Regions from separate parts of the Mus musculus genome. Here region 2 is linked to region 1. A link is a contact called in public Hi-C data. All regions are on one chromosome and are shown on one strand. The core of a region is the stretch at or near the end of the contact, and the rest is flanking DNA. Distances in the headings are between cores, read along the strand shown.

What was found. Hi-C and Micro-C count contacts between places; a contact is called where the count stands out from the background.
Region 2: a contact with region 1 is called in a Hi-C map of liver, with 1.9 times the contacts expected there. The contact joins the promoter of Ppargc1a here to the enhancer-like site in region 1. A contact is called at or near these places in 2 of 39 promoter capture datasets (the 3T3-L1 cell line and liver), 3 of 484 Hi-C or Micro-C datasets (the HL-1 cell line, the Patski cell line and liver), 1 of 115 datasets of contacts at active chromatin or transcription factors (intestinal villus epithelium) and 1 of 9 other capture datasets (pancreatic islet).

What each region holds. Positions count from the first base shown.
Region 1 is chr5:51,443,253-51,450,382 of GRCm38.p6, forward strand. No RefSeq gene overlaps it. Among named protein-coding and RNA genes, the nearest start is that of Ppargc1a, 110 kb to the right of the region's middle. Within about 2 kb of position 3,644, at least 11 of the 459 cell types and tissues checked have an H3K27ac peak or open chromatin away from gene starts, as enhancers often do. A contact at or near this core is called in liver, where this site is marked.
Region 2 is chr5:51,550,726-51,557,855 of GRCm38.p6, forward strand. It overlaps Ppargc1a (peroxisome proliferative activated receptor, gamma, coactivator 1 alpha), which reads right to left and starts at 3,196. Exons shown (of 13, transcript NM_008904.2): 1 at 3,010-3,196. The coding sequence starts at 3,057.

The DNA of each region.
Region 1 (7,130 bases), core at 2,394-4,893:
GGCATGATCTTGGAGGAACTGGTCATAATTGAGAAGTAACTCCAGAGTCATGTAGAGCCTCATCATTTCTATGCTCCCCTCAGAGAAAGCCTCCCATTGTGCAATGGCCTCATGCCTTGTGTTAGAAAGGAGTTAATGCAGTCACAATATGACATACCATTTTTATTCTTTACCTGGATCAGCCGTAGTTGAACAACGTATTTCAAAGAACTGCTGATGGAGGCTCCAACTAAACCCTGTTCTCTCAGATAAGTATCTTCATCCCATTCATTGTAGAAAAAAAAATACCTTACTTCAGAGAGGCATTTTCATATGCTTTGGTTTGAGTCAGAGATAAACCATGCCTGCTGCAAACTAATTAATATCAGTCACCTGGAAAGCAGAAATGAGGCAGCAACTGGCTTCTTCCTCGATAAACAGATTGCAGGGTAAGTTATGCTCATGAATGTGACAATTCATTTGGCCACAGAAATAGCAGAAATGACACATTTTTCAAATAGATATTTGGAAATCTTGAGCAACTATCCCCAGACTTCATCCATTTGAGGACAAGAAAGTCTTTTGCACCACATTTCAAGCTTCTTTAAGTTGCCAGTATCAGCATAAATGTGTAGGTCTCCGAGGAGACCCTTACAAGAGTAACTACCAGAGCTGGCCAAAATGACAGGAAGACTGGATGTATACCCCCATCCTCAGGAGCCCCTTCAGCCGACTCAAGTTTCTGCTGGGTAAATAATCAAGATGCTTGGCCTGAGTGTCCTATTATCCAAACAAGCCACACAGCTAAGAAGGCAATGTTTGTAATGCATAGAAAGAAGACTATAACTCCCTCCTCCAGAAATGTCACAGGCCATGAGGAGTCAGGACTCTGCGGATTGTCCATGTTCTGCAAAGATCACATGGGATAGCTCATTGTGGTTCTTCAGCCCTAAGTAAGAACTCACCATGATATTTTAACAGACTGTTGTGCACTGAGTTGTTCTGGCAATAAGTCATGGAGAGAAAAAACACCGTTATGCAAGTGTTGCTTATAAATGTCTCGAAAAATTCCAGAAGGATTATTTTTCTAAACGAAGAGTCATAAGTTGTCATTTTTAGGAGTTTCAGAAGGACACTCTATCAGTAATTCATAAATTGTATCTTTGGGGATAAGTTTAGGTAACCATAAAATTCTATCCTCTTTTATTTAACTCTTCACTCAATCAGCCAACATCTATACAACTGCTATGGGCAAAATAAATGCAAACTAACAACTCTGACTATGGTATGACACTCTGAGTGCTAGATAGGTAGATAAATGAGCTGAGGACATCAGAAAGAAGGCATGAAGTCAAACATCTGGGGACAGGGGAGGAGAGACAACAGCATACACAGCACCTTAACTTACCGAAATGGTGGTGCTTGTAAGCAAAATACAACCTTGTACACTCTAAAATCAAGAGCATGCCTAGAAGAAAATTTTACTCCTGTTTGCATGATTCTACACATCATGGGCTAGTTCAGTGCCTGTGTAATCTTCAAAGTCAGTCCTCTCTCCTTAGTTAGGCAAGTCTTTCTAGATACCTTGGAATATTTCCTAGTTCCTCACCCAAGTCATGGGGGTACACTCATTGAATCTCAACTTGCCTGAGGACAGGGTAGCTTGTGAACCTATGTTTGTCACATTCATGATGGAGTCAGTGTCTGCAATATAATAGGACTTTTTTCATTTGTCAAATATTGTATATATCTTTATACTTGGTTAGGTATTCCTTGGAGGTAGCAGTGAATAAAATTGCTCCTTAGATAATTGGCAAGGTATTCAAAGACCATGTCCAGAAAAAGTTTAAGGAACCTACTTAAATGCAATCTTGTGTATGAAGTTGATGGCACACTCTCAACTATACAGGAAGTGGTTTGGTAGACATGGGAGTCTGGTGGGCACCACCTGGTATTTCTTAGTGCTTATGTCTTGGAGCAAGAAACTGGACAGCAATACATGGTAGAATCAAAGACTGTTTATTAAGACAGCAACTGGACCACAGCTGAAGAAAAGTCAGAAGCTCAATTATTCTGTGCTTAGCAGATTGAGTCCTTATAGGTCATTTGCATAGAGCACTTTCCTGCATATACCCTCCCTGTTATATGGCAGCAATAGTGGGTAAGGTGTCTAATTTTTCTCTGTGCTAACCAGTGTCTTTCATATGGTTATTTGGAATTCATTCTCTGCCTGACTCTTCTATTGATATTATCTCCCTTTCTAGCCACATCTGAGGGGCCATTTCAATGTTCTGATTAAGGGCTTTCTGGTTCATATTCTAATATTCTGTGAGGCCAGGTGTCTTCTGACACCTATATATATATCACAGAAACAACAACAACAACAACAACTCTATTCTTACTTGGACTGTCTCAACACAGGGTTTAACCGCCTGTGGCTCGGAGCACCTCTTTTATATTCGCAGTAAACAGGCTCTGAAGTCAGTCCTAATTCTCCAGGCATCTTTATCTGTTCAAATAGAGTCTAAAAAACCAAGCAGTTCAGGATACACTTCCTCTTCTTGGGTTTCTTTGGGATCAGAAGAATGATGGGGGAGGAATATGTGACTTGCCATGAATTCTGTGTTACTCATTACTCAAGATTATTCATCAACCCAACAAAGTCTTCCAAACAGTTTCCTATTCAATCCTTTTCCCTGGCCTATGTAGGAGTCCAGAAAAACTGTAGCAGTAGCAATCTTTGTAAATGGAATTTTGTCTGTGTATGTATTAGGTAATGGGATGAATGTCAAAATTTTCCCCTCAGGGTCAATCCCTTTTAAACATTAGCTATCCATTGATAATGTTCAAAGCTGCCAGAATCAAAAGGATCAGCATATCATGGGGTGATGCCCAGCAAACAGACCTATAAACCAATTTTGATTCCAGTTTCACCCCACTTCCCACCCCCAAAGTAAAATACTGCACTTCCTTTACCAAGCTCAACCTTTTTTTTTTTTTTTTCAATAATTCCTTTTTTACTTGGCCAATGAAATGAATTACACAGAGATTATTTTCTGGAAAAATGTTTAAAAAAACAAAAACAAAAACAAAAAACAAACCCTGCTGCACACAGTTCTGTTTCTGATTGCAATCTGACTTGTGCTTGGTAAGTCTCACAGTACTTACTGTTCAGGAGCTTCAAAGTAGATTTCAGCATAAGAGATGGGCGAAAGCCACCCACAGTCAGTTTCAAGGTGCACACAGACCATGGAGCTAATTGTCAGTGCCGCGTGCTTTATTTGCACATTCCAAACAATTCAGTAACTTCCTCCCCTCCCCCATTTTTACCTGCAGGCCTGAAGTACTTTGGCATACTAAAACAATTTAGAATCATATTTACTTTGAAACAGTTCAATTAACTTAAGTATGAAAACATGTGCTCCAATGGTGAGTAGTTTAATTGGTTATTATGAAAAATAACTTCTTGTGCTGGGCCTTCCAATTCTTCTCCCTGGAAGAGCATGACCATGCTCAGGTGTTTGAGACTGGTACTCTGAGAAGTCTAGCAAAAACCTATGAGTAAAGAAAAGACAAGAAACGCATACGTGCTCGCTCTCTCTCACGCGCTCGCGCACACGCGCACACACACACCTGAGGTTTGGTTTCTATTTTCTGCTATGATTTTATTGCTTTCTTTTCCCTTGGAACAACTTTATAATGATTCATAAACAAGGCAAAGGTACGGGCCAAAGGGTCAAAAATTTTTACAGCTATTGCTTAAATACATTTATAACTGTGAGCCAAATTGATAAATGTAAAACAAAGAGGAATGTCAAGAGTACAGTGAAGAGTGATTAGCTGGGACAGGGCGACAAGCTTATAAGGCAACTCCACACACCCGAAAGAAGGGTTTCCTTCCATCTTCCATCAAAGGCTCAATTGTCCCAATTATATTTTTGTTAGAAGGCATAACTGAAGAATTGCAAAAGGATATGGGAGAACACTGTGCAAACATTCAAAGCACACCAGGTAATTCTGTACTGTGCTTTTGGATACACGGAAAAATGAAAATGTCAGTGGAAAAAAATACAAAGAAGCTACTGAGTAGGTATGAAGAAGACAAAAGAGGAAAGTGACTTGCTTTAGGAACAGCATTGGGAATGGAGAAATGGCTCAGCAATTAAGAGCACTTGCTGCTTTTATAAAGGAACAGGGTTCAGTTTCCAGCTCCCACATAGTGACTAACAACAGTAATGCCTGTCCCATGGGATTTGAAGTCCTCTGCTGGTGTGCTTCAGGTCCTGTGTGCATTTTCTATACTTACACACATGCAGGCAAAACACTCAAACACATGAAATAAGAACTATTTAATAAAAAGAAAAACCATGGTAAAGATTGTTGGTAAAATGTTGAAATATCATCAGTTTGAGTGGTAGCTTCATGTGGCTCTCTCCTATTTACCTGTTGACATTTACCTGTTCATGGTTAATTAATAAAACTTCTTTACCCATTAGGAAAACCCCACATTTTAAAAATCTCAGGTCAAAGATTTCCAAATCAATGATTGACTTCTATTCTTTACTGGGCCTTCATTTTAAAAGACCTGTTTCTCCTGGAGCCTGATCCCTGGTTGGAATATGCCCCGGCTGCAGTATTGAATGCTGAGGCCCTTTGTTTCTCATAGTAATCCTAGAGTGTAAGTATGGCCAGGTCAGCACAAAAGAAATCCCAGAACACATGTTGCAGAACCCTTAGGAAGGTGGTCCTAATAATCTGTTCTCATCAATGTAGCCACAGAAATGAGGAAATATCTGCTCAAAGGATAGCTTGTTGGTGTGTCCACTGCTTGTCCGGTACCCCCAGCTTAATCCAGAAACTTTTAAATCTGCTTAAAAATTATAGAGAGCTACGGTATATGATATATTTTTATTATTATTTAATTCCTCAGTGGTAAGGCAACAGCATCTTAAACCTCCAAATCTCCTTTAGTATAATTATTGGATTAACAATGGCTATAACACAGACTCCTTCACACACCGTTTAAAGCTTTAATTAGGAAATGTTGCAAATCCACATGTTGGTTCATGCAAGTACAATACTTCTAATGGAGCCTGTGCGCCATAAGTTCACAACATAAGATCCTTCCTCTCATAGAGGATGTCTGGCCTCGGTCTTCATAGGCACTGGTCATGGAGATAGTTCTGATTTAAGATAATTATTTTATGAGCTTCCTACATTAGGATGGTATGAAAATAATGCAAATTTATTGAAAATTACACTTCACATTTTTATCTTCTCTTATGCAGCTGCTGCTCAACAGAATTGCTCTTTGTGGCACTGGACCAGCAGGAAGATTATACTTCACAGTGATTGCTGAGCACAGTAGTGAGGTGACAGTACTCTGCATCTTCTGGTACTCTTCAATTGTGAAGACTTAGAGATTAGAGATGTTTGGGATGCTTTCTGACTAAATGATGTTTTCAACTTCTGATATATGTTTATTATGATATACTCTCCACCTTCCCATTGCTGTACAGCATCATTTTCAGAAACCATGGCAAGTGAGAACGTATGTGTATGCAAGAAGCTCACACCGAGGCTCTGAATACCCTACAGTTACTCTTAGGAAACTTACATTCTAATATTTTTTGTGTACTGGTAGTTAGCTGTAAAATAGGATTCCCAACTCTTCCCTTCTGCTCCCAGTACAGGCTGCAGTCTCCTGCATGTTGGAATTTCATCAGTGCAGAGTAGAAGGATGTATACTTGGAAGGTGTCTTAGTCAGGGTTTCTATCCCTGCACAAACATCATGACCAAAAAGCAAGTTGGGGAGGAAAGGGTTTATTCAAGTTACACTTCCCACATTGCTGTTCATCACCAAAGAAGGTCAGGACAGGAACTCAAGCAGGTCAAGGAAGCAGGAGCTGATGCAGAAGCCATGGAGGGATGCTACTTACTGGCTTGCTTTTCCTGGCTTGCTCAGCTTGCTTTTTTGTAGAACCCAAGACTACCAGCCCAGAGATGGTCCCACCCACAAGGGGCCCTCCCACCTAATTGAGAAAATGCCTTACAGCTGGATCTCATGGAGGCATTTCCTCACCTGAAGCTACTTTCTCTGTGATAACTCCAGCTTGTGTCAAGTTGACACAAAATGAGCCAGTTCAAGTGGCCCCTTTTAAGCATTAATATTTTATGCCTGGAGGCAATGTGCATTGTATGACAGAGAAATAAATTTTGAGGTTAGTTTAACTTTGCCCTGTTCTAGACAGCAATTGTCCCAAACCTCCACTTCCTCATCTATAAAATGGGAAGGGTTATGTTTCTCCCTTATCCTCTCTCTGGTTATGGAGACTGATTAAGAAAGTGCACTATAATCAGCTAGGCGAAGTGAGTACTGAGATGGTAAGTCATAATTGTTAGCTGATACATCATTGTAACTTTCAATATCTTCAGGTTTTCATAGGCCTCTTATCTACTGCAGTTTCAACTTGAAGGTGGCTGTTCACGTGTGCCTTCTTTCAGGGAAGGCTTTATCTTAATTGGAAAGGAAGGTATTTAAGGAAAAGTTTCAGGTCCAGCCACACCTATATCTGAGGTCCAATTTCTGGGAAATAACAACAGCCAGATATATCTCATAGTGGGCTCTAGGAAAAGAAGTCTCCTAAGTTGATTGTGTTTCTAAGTGAAATTAACAGTGCAAAGTTTAGAGAAGAAAATTATTTTCCATATCCCCAATGCCACATACTTACATATGCCCTTGTTACCTAACCAATATGCCTTTTAAGGGAGGTTAATATTAGTGTTTAACTACTGAAAGCCTTCCAAGATCCCTTGTTGCAAACAGCTACTTGGAGATGGCAAAAAAAAAAACAAAAACAAAAACAAAAAAAACAACAACAACAACTACAAAAAACATTTTGGAGAACAAAAAGTAATCCTCCTAAGAGCATAAATGAAATATGGAATGTCCTTTGTTATATATGTGAGGTGGAGTGGACCTTATGTCTTATAACTGCACAACACCAATGCTTAAATGTTGTATCTGAAAACCTACCTACAGTCCCATCGATCTGACAGCAAGGCAGTAAACAGGACTTTAGTCAGACCCTCTAAGCAAACACAGAGGCAAGCCCACTCGTGGATCCAGCCTTAAAGTGTTCATTCCCTC
Region 2 (7,130 bases), core at 1,946-4,445, 110 kb after region 1:
GGATGTCATGGGTGGAGGATTCCTTTAAAAACAAAGTGAAGAACCACAACCAAAATGAGCATCCAAAGGAAAGCTAAAGCAGAAGCCAGCCCAGTGTGCCTCTGGTACTTCTAGAGCTCGGAAGGCATGGCTTTCTGGGTGATAGTTTTCTGCCATTTTTCTTTAACCACTCTCTCTAAGGGAGACTAGTTTAAAGAACCTTTAACCTTCAAGGAAAAAAAAATATGTATTTGAGTATAACTTCTGACAACCACTGAACACATAAAGTTAATTTGTTTTAGCATTCTCTATTTTGCTTTCCCTCCCTCACCCACCCTCTCCCAATCGTGTGTGTGTGTGTGTGTATGTGTGTGTATTCATGCTTACTCTTGCACTATGCTCAAAATAGTGTTTATGCTTGCCAGTGTTGACATTCTGATCAAATCAGTGCTTCTGACTGTGGCATGATCCTACTTATCAAAAACACATTCGTAGAAGCAATTTCTTCTGTGATTAATTCATATTTGGACTTGGACAACGCCAGACCTATCAGACTGAGCCGAGTACCTGTCCTTGTCTGACATGCTGATATTGATGGCTGCCCTGTGCATCTGTAACAGGTGTGTCCTGCCTCAATTACACAGATACCCTACAGCCACTTTGCAACTCTGAAAGCAATTTCACAACTGTAGCCTTCGTTTTTTACAATAAGGTTTAAGAGGCCAACACAATCTCTAAACACAAAAGGCTAATTATTGTATGTTATTTCACCCCAACAGACAGTCTTTTCCCTTAGTTAAGAAGCAGACAATAAATTAGCTTAACTGCATGGATGATAATGATTCATTATAATTAAGTATAATTCTCCATTAACCTTTCAGAGATTTTGGTGCCATTGATGGTAAATTTTAAAGAGAGAGAGAAGAGAGAGTCAGTGGACTTGGCAGCCTTAATTAAATTAATAAAAAACAGAAACTTAACTTGTGATAAAAACAGTAGTTGAACTGGGAGGTATGGAGGCAGGTAAGAATGACAGTCTTCGTGAAGAGTGTCAGGTGATCTGTCTCTATCAATCTTAGTAACCTTATTGTACATCCCCTCCATTAAGCTGTGAAATACCAGGAGACTCTGAGTAGCTCTGGTGGTTTGGGTTTTTATTAACCAATACACTGTCCTGTCATTATGTGTGAAAGGACATAATAGGTTTGAAGATGACAGCAAGCATTAATGATTCAAAAAAATGGAAGCTGCCCACACTACCTGCTGCTTGTAATATTTCGACAGGCAGGAATGATTCCCAGAGCCACAGGCTCGAAGGCACGGGTTTCTAGCAGCTGGCTGTCTACTATGCCGCACTAACTGAGACTCAATCTAAGGCTGGACGCTGAGCCCCTATCCCCAACTCCTTAAGAAAAACAAAGAAAGAACAAACTTAAAGCCATGGTTATAAATGGCTATGGCGTTTATTTGCAAACAATCACAGGAATTCTGACTAAGGCAAATCTTCCTCATCTCCTTTAGATCACAGCTCTTCAGTCTCTGAGCAGTTTCGGAACGATCCAAGAGGTAAAAATGAAAGTGATTCGAAGAGAGCTATGGTGCCAGCCAGACAACCACCCACGGGTTACGCTGGCTACTCCAACAATTAGGACTTTGAATCCACTTAGAACTCTGACTTCAATAGCCAAGGGACACATGAATTATCTATATCTATTCTGCCTTGCCAAGAAATCACAAGATAACAATAATTATAACCTGCAAATCCGATCTGCCAAAGCCTAGGGAAAGCAAACGGAGCCAACATCTGCAGACCCAGCAAAGAGTTAAGGACCCAGGGCACGCCTGGCTAGATAGGAAAAATGCATTCGCAGGCGGCCTCGCCAAATCATTTTCACTTTAGATGTGTATCACTGCACCACACGGACATCTTATTTAATCAAATCACGTGTGGCACTTGACCCTCCCCCTTACCCTACGTGCCCCCGCTACCGGGAGGAAGCACCATTGTTAGTTAGCAGCTCCGATCCTCCGCGCAATTCAATTCGGGTCCATCTCACCAGAGTCCACAAAAGTTTCACTTGTTTTCCAACTTGCTCAAACTTTCCCCGAGAACATTCCATTGTACTGAATGCAAACACGCTGAAGTCCTCTGGCCCCAGCTAGACTCCAGAGATTACGGGGAAACTGCTTGTGTTTTTTCCTCCCCTGTATGAATTGTAGCCAGCAGAGACTGTGGAATTGATGTATTGCGGTCTATTTTTACACAAGCAGTGAGCTGCTCCACACACGGTCTGCATAAACTCCATTCTCTCCCGGCTTCAGGCAGCTCTCCGTGGTAGAGAGATTTAACCGTTCGGTTTCTCGCCACAGAAGCAAACAGAAAGCTTTGGTCTCTTAAGGCTGGGATTTTTTTTTTTTTTTTTAACTCGCTAGCCAACCCTTTCAGCCGCACACAAGTGTTTTAAAGGAAACAGCACTGTCGTTTTGTGTTCTGTGGGAAAAGCAACCTAACTCAGACCCAGCAGGAATATTTAGGGTCTTGTAAATTCTCTGTTTAATGAACAGAGAGAGGAGGGCGGAAAAGATAAATCCTGACGAGAGTCAAAACGGACTCTCTTTTTAACACAATTCATTTTAATGTTTATCTTCATTTTCTTATAAATAGAAATGGCATTTTTCCAAGCAGGCCACTGAACACTGGAAAGACTTCAGCTCCTGATTCATATCAATATCTTAGAGCATAAATATTGCATATGAGTAGAAACAGAGCCAAAGGCACATGGAAAGAGTTTCTAACTGCTACAGATACTGATGACAGCAGCTAAGCTTTGATTTGCTCAAGGCATCTCCGAGCCACCTTAAAATAGCAAACTTATTGGAGTTAAGATAAGATGGAGATTTCCCCCTCCAAAAGCTCCCGCTGAGCCACTTTCTATGTCCCCTCCTCTCCCCTAGCCCATCCCCCCCCCCCTCCAGGAATCATTGCATCTGAGAGAAGCTCCGGTCCTGCAATACTCAGCCCCAGCTCACCTCTATGTCACTCCATACAGAGTCTTGGCTGCACATGTCCCAAGCCATCCAGCTCCCGAATGACGCCAGTCAAGCTTTTTCAACTCCAATCCACTCTGACACACAGCACACACTCATGCAGGCAACCAGCCCCTTACTGAGAGTGAACTGAAGGCACCTGTCTTACTACAGTCCCCAGTCACATGACAAAGCTATTAAAAAGTAGGCTGGGCTGTCACTCACCCAGCCTCCCTTCTCCTGTGCAAGCTTGCTGCACAAACTCCTGACGTCACTCCAAGGCAGCCCTCTGCCTCAGTGAAGTAACGCTTAGAGAGAGAGGAAAAAAAAAATAGAAGAAAGAAAAGGAAACACTTGGCCTTTGGGAGGCTTCAAGCATCACACTGTGACTGAAGCCAGCTTTGAATGCCACCAACTCTAAACCGGAGCCCTGCTCACATAATAACTCAAATCTCCTGCAATCTTTTTTTTTTAAATTTATTTTCCATCCAAAACAGGCAAATAGCAAAGATCCCCTGTTACTGACACAGTAACTACACCCTTGCCTAAAATGTGTGTGCTTTAAGAAATGGTTTCCAAGTAGCCCCAGACTCAGCTTGGAACTGAAGCAAGCGCTCCTCATGTGATACATTTTCATGAGATTCTTTTTTTTCCCTCCCTATTAGAGGAGTGTTTGAAGGCAACACCCCCGATTTTCTTTCTCTCTCTCCTTTCTTTCCTTCCTTCCTTCCTTCCTTTCTTCCTTTCTTCCTTCCTTCCTTCCTTTCTTTCTTTCTTTCTTTGTTTCTTTCTTTCTTTCTTTCTTTCTTTCTTTCTTTCTTTCTTTCTTTCTTTCTTTCCATGTTTAGTCAACAAAACCGCCACATTTGTTTAGGTCTAAACAAATTTCTCTACCCCAAATCAGCTGTCTCCTTGGCAGTAGAGAATGCAGTCTCCTAAACTGTTACTGCAGTTTGCCTTGCTCCTTGTAAAGCAAGCAAGCCACAACACCCTAGACTCTTGGGTTCCCCCTCATGATTCTTTCCGTGGATCTCATAGGCTCCCAGAAAACAAATGCTAGAAAATACAATTGCTGCTGCCATCCCTGAAACAGCTTAGCTACTCACCTGCCCCCACCCCTTATTTCTTTTCTCATATGTAGCACAGTCTTCCTCATGGCTTCAGGGTGCCTTTTTGAATAAACATTGGACTCCAACCCTAGTGCCTTGGGCTGTACAGTTTGTTTTTGAAATCAAGAATGTCCAGGGAATGAAGGAAAAACACTGAAATGGTATCAGCAGAGATACTCATTTCTTGAGCTTTGCTTACTAATACTTTTTTGTCGTTCCTGAGTCAATGAGGGGTAATGCAGGTGCCACTGTTTTTCCTGTGACATTACAGACAGAGGACATAACCAACTCTCAGCACTTTCCATAACACTTGGGTGCTCAGACTTAACCCTTCCAGGCCCAGTGAGAAATGCACAGGGGACCTTTGAAAACATATTTTCACAATACCTCAAACCCCACAGACTCAAAAACCAGCTCATTTCCTTTACTTGACAGTAATTTAGAAGAAGAAAAAAGTCCCTATGCATCTAAATATAATTTATAAAGCACCATTCATTTAAACTCCTATTCCACTGAGGTTAATTTAATGTGCTCTTTATTTTCTCTCCCCTTAGAAGGAAAACATTGGTGACTTCTCTCAGTCTGACTTTATATAGTCAGTTACTAATACAGTAAAGTGAAAGAAAGAAATGCAGCGAGCGTGCACACACACACACACACACACACACACACACACACACACACACACACACAAAGCCCACAAGCTTGCTGTTTGCTTCAGACCCCGTATAAGGGGTCTGTTTGCTTGGATGTCCACAACTAGTAGACAGGGAATATGGTAATGAAATCGACAGTTTGTCAATAAGTGAACAGAACAAGATGGCCAACAGCTTTGACATTCTAAATTAGGTGAATATACTTCACTGCTACAACTGTCCTCTTCCAAACATCAGAAAGGTATTATTCATTTAATTTTCTAATTCAGAGAGAGAGAGAGACAACCCTGGGATCATTTTCTACATGCAATTAGTAGCCTTACTCTGTACTCCCACAAAGAAACACTAATTTTTCTTGCCAATTAGATTTTTACTTAATGTAAAACTTCAGTAAACTATTAAAATTCAGGACAAAGGTCATGGGCTCTACTTTCCACACAGTCAACTGTGAAATAATGCTGGCCACTTAGCTATAAAGAGTCGATGTTTATTCATCATTATCAAGCAATCCTGGCATCCTGATGGTAACTGATACTTTGGTTTCTCTTTGTCATCCATTAGGCATCCACCATACTTTTTCAAACCTCATGCACACCTCTTCTTACAGATGGTTGCTTGCACTAGATAACTCTGCATTATTGTTTTGATATCTTAACTTGCTCACACTGAATTGTGGCAGGATTTTCTTTTTCTTTGCTTTGAAAAGATAATTTCTTTCTTTCTTTCTTTCTTTCTTTCTTTTTTTGCCACCTAATTCTACTTTAAAAAAAGAAAAGAAAAGAAAAGAAAAGAAACTAACCCAGCACATCCATGAAGCTAATGATCTGCTTAAAACAGCCACTCTGTCCTCTACCTTCATAAAAAGGGGTATGTGAAGCTAGAGAGAGCACAGGGCTGATGAACACAGACACGCTGCCCTCTTCCCCTTGTGTTTCTGCTGCTATAGAAGTCCATTTTAAACTGATTTGTAGAGTGAATGAGAATACCTTCTACTTGTTTCTTGGGCCTCAAAATTACAACTCTAACAAGAAGGATATTTTAGAAGTCTTATCATTTGCTTAATTAACTCTTCAAATTAAAAGTCCTCTTCTGTCCAGCTTTTTGCTCTTCTCAAGAGAATTTAAATTGTTAGTTGCTCACCAACCTTGGATTTTTCTGTCTCCCCAGGCAGTTTCTATATTTAATTTTCTCTCTGTCTTGACTCCTGTTGCTCTCTCTCTCTCTCTCTCTCTCTCTCTCTCTCTCTCTCTCTCTCTGTGTGTGTGTGTGTGTGTGTGTGTGGTGTGTGTCTGTGTGTGTGTGTGTGTGTGTGTGTGTGTGCAGCCTGCCTCTCACTTCTTCCAACTTTGTATAGAGGATTCCCAAATGTTTGCTTTCAGCAAACTAATGTCTACAGAAACTCTACAGTGTGTTCGGCCACACATTACAAGGGCTGACAGACAGAAAGGGTATACAACATGAATACAAGGGAGTTTACCACTAGGGGAGAGGGGGGAAACTAAACCTTAAGGAACAGAATCATTTTCTATAAGAAACCAAGTCTCACCTTGTTCAAAACTTCCTTTTATCCTGAAAAATAAGCCATGTGCAGGGACAAGGTCCTTATACTGATAATCCCAAGTCAAATCCAAATCAACCCATGTTTTCTCAAAACAATGGATAAAGGTATTTATTAACACTTGGTGGCTGCCTATGGTGCTGTGTAACTAACTACACAGGGTGGATTCCATGCCCATAGAATCCCTCCTTTCAGTAGTTCTGTTCACATTTCTTTTCCAAGATCCCACCATTGTTTGGAGGCAGAAAAACTTGTGCTTTAAGTTGATAATGTGAAGGAGTAGAGCAGGTGGAGATAGGGATCCAGGAAGGTGGGGAAAGAAATTTCAACATTGTTTTAAATATATCTGAGGACCCGTGTGTGCTTCCTTCCCCACTCATGTCCCAACGTATAGGCGTGTGTGTGTGTGTGTGTGTGTGCGCGTGTGAGTGCGCGCGTGTGCGTGCGTGTGTTCTTCATACTCTATTATATGTAACAGCATATTTCTAAAAAGTGAAAATAATCCCACAAACCAAAATATCCAAAGCCAAACACCATAGACAATAGTAAGACCGTGAATTTCAATGTTAACCTTGTCCTATGATCAAAGCAGGAATCTCAGAAAAATCACAGCCTGATTTTCTTTGCCCACTTCCCCTTATAAGCTTGAAATAACGTACACAAAAGTGAAGTAGAGGCCAAATCGTTAAAGAAGACAGTGTAGAGGAGAAACCATGGGCAGCCAGAGGCAAGAGCAGCATGCCCTGTAGGACACACTAATCAATATGGTCCTCAGAATGCTTGCTCAAAAGAAGTTATGTG